2 separate regions of the Capra hircus genome follow, and region 1 is linked to region 2. A link is a contact called in public Hi-C data. All regions are on one chromosome and are shown on one strand. The core of a region is the stretch at or near the end of the contact, and the rest is flanking DNA. Distances in the headings are between cores, read along the strand shown.

Evidence for each region. Hi-C and Micro-C count contacts between places; a contact is called where the count stands out from the background.
Region 1: a Hi-C map of liver shows a contact between it and region 2, with 5 times the contacts expected there. The contact joins the promoter of PRKAR1B here to the enhancer-like site in region 2. A contact is called at or near these places in 3 of 5 Hi-C or Micro-C datasets (blood and liver).

Annotation. Positions count from the first base shown.
Region 1 is chr25:42,588,097-42,590,796 of ARS1.2, reverse strand. PRKAR1B (cAMP-dependent protein kinase type I-beta regulatory subunit) reads right to left here and starts at 1,387. Exons shown (of 7, transcript XM_018040013.1): 1 at 1,294-1,387; 2 at 561-607. The coding sequence starts at 1,387.
Region 2 is chr25:42,393,249-42,396,168 of ARS1.2, reverse strand. All of the region lies in intron 4 of LOC102173992, which reads left to right. Among named protein-coding and RNA genes, the nearest start is that of DNAAF5, 12 kb to the left of the region's middle. Within about 2 kb of position 1,613, at least 1 of the 5 cell types and tissues checked has an H3K27ac peak or open chromatin away from gene starts, as enhancers often do.

The DNA.
Region 1 (2,700 bases), core at 138-2,637, 190 kb before region 2:
AGGCAGGAGGGGGCGCGGGAGGGCGGGCGGCAGCACAGGCTGAGCCGCACGCTCGGAGGAGCCCGCGCGGGGCCCCAGGGGAGGTCGGGGCTCGGCCTGCGGTCAGGTGACGGAGGAGGTGTTTCTGCAAAAAGAGCCTGGGTGTCCCCGCCGGAGACATGGCAGTAAAGAGAGGACGCGAACACAATCGGAGGGCACGGCATCCCGGGACGGACGCAGCCTGGTTCCACCGCAGAGCCAGGGCCACGAGGCCCCTGGGCGTCCAAAGCGCGTGCGCCACGCCGGCCTGCCGCGTCGCGGGCTCCAGCTGCAGCAGAGCTGCCCCCTCGGGGCCCTGGGGCCGCGGTCGGCTCGGCGGGCACTGACGGCAGGGGCCGTGGCCGGGCTGACACCAGCCGCCCTCGCCCCACTCTGCTTGGACGCGCCTGCAGTATCTCCTACGTGAACTCTGTTGCTTCTGGACTGAGAAACTGGAAACATACCACCCAGAACGACCTTCTCTAGACCCGAGAGTGGGCACAGACAGGTGCTGCCGGCCCGAGAATGCTGGGGATACTCACGTCCACCTCTCCCTGGTCGATCACGTAGAAGTTGTCCCCTTCGTCCCCTGCGAGGGAAGGAAAACAGACGCGTGATGTGAGCAAGGCGGGCTCTCGTCTTTCTGGTAACAAACCACCTTACGACGTTGCTTCCCAGACCTCCGCCCAGCAAGGCCGAGTCTCACCCATCTTTAAAAATCTGTAAGTGGGAGCTGTGCGTACGAAGGTGCGGAACGCAGTGACCTACTTCACACTCGCCAGGAAACGGATTCCGCAGTCAGGCTGCAGAGAGTCCTCTCCCAACACCACTGACAGCTGAAGTCCGCGGCTGTCGAGCCTCCAGGACTCAACACAGCTCCTCAATATTTCTAACCACGAGAAGGTCCCCCGTGGCTCAGCAGTAAAAAGAATCTGCCTGCTGACGCAGGGGAGACGCAAGCTCGATCTCTGGGTCGGGAAGATCCCCTGGCGGAGGAGATGGCTGCCCACTCCAGTATTTGCCTGGATTAATGCCATGGACGGAGGAGCTGGGCGGGCTGCAGCCCGTGGGGTCGTAAAGAACCAGACGTGACTGAGCGCTGAGGTTGTCAGAGCATATTAGCACACACTAACTTGTGAAGCGGACTGTTATGCAGGGTCATAATGACCTGTCTCGAGGACAGACAATAAGAGTTTCGTGATAAATACATTCGTAAGTAAATAACCAACCCTTCGCGGGGGCTCCGGCCCCGGGGAGGAGGAGCTGGCGGCGTACCTTGCTGTATGACAGTCTCCCCGGCGATGTGTGTGACGGGGAACATGGCGTCGAAGATGTCGCTGCAAAAGAAAGCATGGCGTGTGGGGGCCATGGGGGCGCTGGGGGCCGCCCTGCCCTCCACGCGGCTCCTGCTCCCCGGCTCGGAGGCGATGGAGACCCCAGGGACCCGCCAGCCCTGGGCTCAAGGCCCCTCGTCCTGCGCAGCCTGAGGATTTATGAAGACGGGATCATTTGGGACAGACTCCACTCACAGAAGACAACGCAGATGGGGGCCGTTCCCACAAGGACACGGCGACCAGTCCTGACGCCTTTTCTACCTCTTTCCATCTAAGGGAGCTGAGATGCTGGACACAGAAACGGGAAGAAACCAGACTCTCTTAACTGCTCGCTCGATGGGCACAGAGGCTCGAGGCTGGCTCCCCACCGGGCAGCCTGGCTGTTTCGTCTCCCGAGTCTGCTGTGAGATGGACCCTCAAGCGGGATGGGGGTGCAGGGAGCCGGGGACACCCTGCCGGCCGGGGGAGCGTCCACAACCGCCCAGGAGCCTCCTCTGGACAGCAACCAGGCGCAAAGGCCAGGGTCCGGACACCGGAACCTAACCACCAACCCCCATCCCTGGGAGGCCACCCACCCCCGGGCACCTGTCTCCCCAGAAGAGAAGCAAGACTCGGGGCCCCTTGGGCAGAGGGCTCTCAGTGGTCTTGGAAACGGGCCAGTGGAGGAGCCCCCAGGAAACAGACACGGGCCGGAGACCCAGCCCGCCTGCACCCGCCCGCTCCCCGGGCCCAGGAAACAAACACGTCTGAAAGCCGTTGCTTTCGTCTATTTAAATGCTTCTTTGTCTCCCTGGAGGCGGGGGAGCAGGTGAGGGAGGGTGGGGTGCAGGAGCCCCCAGACCGACCCGCACGGATGCCTTCCTCTGCTGGGCTGAGTCCCGCTCCTGCCTGCAGACACACCTCAGCCCCTGAGACCCCCTCCCCGACACTGTCAGTGGGGATGAAAATCGGTGCCACCACTCTGAGAACAGTATGGAGGTTCCCGAAAAAGAATAAGAGCAGAGCTGCCGTATGATCCCGCAATCTCACTCCTGAGAGCGGGACTGGAGAGAATTCTGAGTCGAAGAGACACGTGCAGCCCAACATTCACAGAAGCAGTGTTTACGACAGCCGAGACGTGGAGGCAACCCAAGCACCCATCAGCAGAGGAAGGGACAAGGAAGGCGCGGTGTGCTTATACGACCGAGCGTCATCGCTGTTTCTGTTGTCCAGTTGCTCGGTCGTGTCCAACTCTTCGCAACCCCATGGACTGCAGCACGCCAGGCCTCCCTGTCCTTCACCATCTCCCAGAGCCTGCTCAAACTCATGTCCATTGAATCAGCGATGCCATCCAACCATCTCATCCTCT
Region 2 (2,920 bases), core at 364-2,863:
GGTGGGGGGCGCCCTTTTGCCCCCAGGGGACATCTGCAGTGGCCGGAGACGCTTGAGGTTGTTACACCTGGCGGGAGAGGGGCTGCTTCTGTCCCCTGGGGGGAGTGGACGTGGAGTGAGAGGCTCGGGGGGGCCTTCCGGGTCCTGCTGGGGGATGGAGGTAGGGTGAGGAGTGAGGCCTGGCCCGTGACTCCTAGGACTGGCCCGAGTCCCGAGTGAAGGGGTGCCTCTCGCCAAGAAGGGGGTGGTGGGGAGAGGCAGGGTTGGACAGAAAGACAAGAGAAGTGCCTTGGAGGGTCTGAGTCATCAAAGAGATTGTGGGTTTGGAGCCTGCGGGGGAGAGGCTGGGGCGGGCACAGAAGTTTAGGAGGATTAATTGATGGTTCTCGCGTGGAGGGGCAGTTTCCTACCTGCCTTTGACAGGTGAGGACTGAGCTTTGGAGAAGGTGGGTGACCTGAAGGCCAGGGTTCCAGGCTTCAGGCTGACTGGGTGGAGTCTCCAAAATCGCCTGCGAGCTTTTATAAGCGGGTATGTTTTCCTGGGGAGAGTCCCTGAGATTTGCATTGGATGCTCACATGGACCGGAGATCCCCAAACGCGAAGCGCCCTAGGTGTTCTCAAACCCATGAGCATCTCACTCCCTGCTGCACCTGCGGACCAGGGTGACCAGGGGCAGGAGAGGCTCTTGCTTTGGGGCCTGGTCTCGGGCCCCTCTCTGCAGGAGGAAGGAAGCCTGGGGAGGAACACGTTTCTCCCCTTGTGTGGTGAGGAGGAAGCATATGTCCATGGCCTTGATAAGCGCGGAGGCGGCAGCTGTCCACACAGGCGGGCAGGGATGGCCTAGCTGCTGGGGTGCTGCCCTGGCCAAGGTGCAGTGCCCTGCGTCCAGGCCTCAGTGAGGCAGCTTGTGAGGAGGCGGACTTGTTCTCAGGTGGAATCTTGAGGCAGAATAGCCCATGCTGCTGCTGCTGCTAAGTCGCTTCAGTCGTGCCCAACTCTGTGCGACCCGATAGACGGCAGCCCACCAGGCTCCCGCGTCCCTGGGATTTTCCAGGCAAGAACACTGGAGTGGGTTGCCATTTCCTTCTCCAATGCATGAAAGTGAAAAGTGAAAGTGAAGTCGCTCAGTCGTGTCTGACTCCTAGCGACCCCATGGACTGCAGCCCACCAGGCTCCCCCGTCCCTGGGATTTTCCAGGCACGAGCACTGGAGTACGGTGCCATTGCCTTCTCCGAGAATAGTCTGTATCCCAAGGCAAAGCACGGCCTCGGAGCCGCTCCGGGATTCGGTGGGTTTAAATGCAGCAGGAGAGGTTGTGGAGCCGCACCAGTGCGCCCACCCGACGCTTCCCCAGGACTTTCCTTGCTTGCAGGACGCACGTGCTTACAGATGCGGGTCATTGTGTACGTGTGCACTTTTCGTTTGGTTTTTCTTTTCCCCCAAACCTATCGTTTGCTTATCTCCGGCTGTGCCGAGCCTGTTCTGTGCGCGGGCTCCCCGCGGGGGCGGCGGGCAGGCTGCCCTCTAGCGCGGTGCGCAGGGTCCGGGGCCCCAGCGGCTGGCGCGCGGGCGGCGTCGCCCCGCGGCGCGCAGACTCTTTCCGGGCCGGGGTCGAGCCCACGGCCCCCGCGCCGGCAGGAGGCTCCCTCACCTCCGGCCGCGGAAGCCCCTGGTGTTTCTCTCCCCAGCAGCGTTTCTTACTGTGGTAAAACGCACGCGACGTGCAGCCCACCGTTCTGGCCCTTCTCCGCGAACACCCGGGCGGCGGCCGGCGGCTCCCGAGTCCGCGCTCGCGGCGTTGGGGCGGCTCCTGTGGGCGCGCCCTTGTGCTACTCTTTTCCAGCGTTTCCTGTCTGATGGGTTTCAGTTGTTGCTGTTCTTCCTCTGGAAAGCACCTTTGTGCCGAGGAAATGATTTCAGAGAAACGAGCAGGTTTGTAGCAGGCTGATCAGAGAGGGCTTGGGGCCGCCCGTCTGCTCCCGGAGGGCTGGGGCGGCCTCTGGGCCGAGCCCTCGCTGACGCTGCTCCGCGCTGCCTTGAGGCCCTGGACGCCTGTCCAGCCGCTCCTGATCCTGGGGCGGTGGTGGCTTCCCTCTGGCCCGCTGGTCAAATGCCCGCTGACCCAGGCTCACTCTGTGCCTTTGATGAGACGAGCAGTCACACTGGGTTTCCCTCGTGAGGGGCCAGCACTGCTTCGGGAGAGCCGGCGGTGGCTTCTATGGAAGCGAATCCTGTCCGGGCGCAGAAGGCCGTTCCTGAGACGAGGGCCGTGGTCTGCGCTGGGCATCTGAGGTGTCTGGACTCTCTGGGGAGGGTCACCCTATGTTGGCTGGTGGCCAGCACTGCCTGTGCCAGACAGACGTGCGCATCCGCTGGCCCAGCGTCGACCTCCTCTTGGAGGGGCCGTCCACCCCCTGGCACATCCATGCTCTGGGCCCTCCCTTGCAGGGGGCCGCCGGGGAAGCCAGGGTGGGGGGCACGTCCATGTGCAGCCTGGGGGCCGACGGTGGGCCGCATCTGGTTGGGGGCGGCCAGGGCATTGGGGGGGAAGCACGCTCTCCGTTCTGCAGAGTCAAGGGGAGGCTGTGCCTGCAGGGGCCCGAGGCATGCTGGGAGTCTTTGCGCCTCCCTGCGATGTTCGATGTGAACCTGTGATGAGCTGGTGATGGATAGGGAGGCCGGGCGTGCTGCAATTCATGGGGTCGCAAAGAGTCGGACGACTGAGCGGCTGAACTGAACTGTGACAGCTTAAAAAACACACAAAGTCTCTGAAATTAAAAAGAAAAAGAAAGTAGGGCCCTTGTATCTGTTATGCTCCGAGCCCGTATCTCCGAACCGACCGAGAGAGCGAGCAAGTCCACCACGGTAATGCAAAGGCAAGAAGGGAGTTTATCTCTAGCGCGCTAGGGCCCAAGTCTCA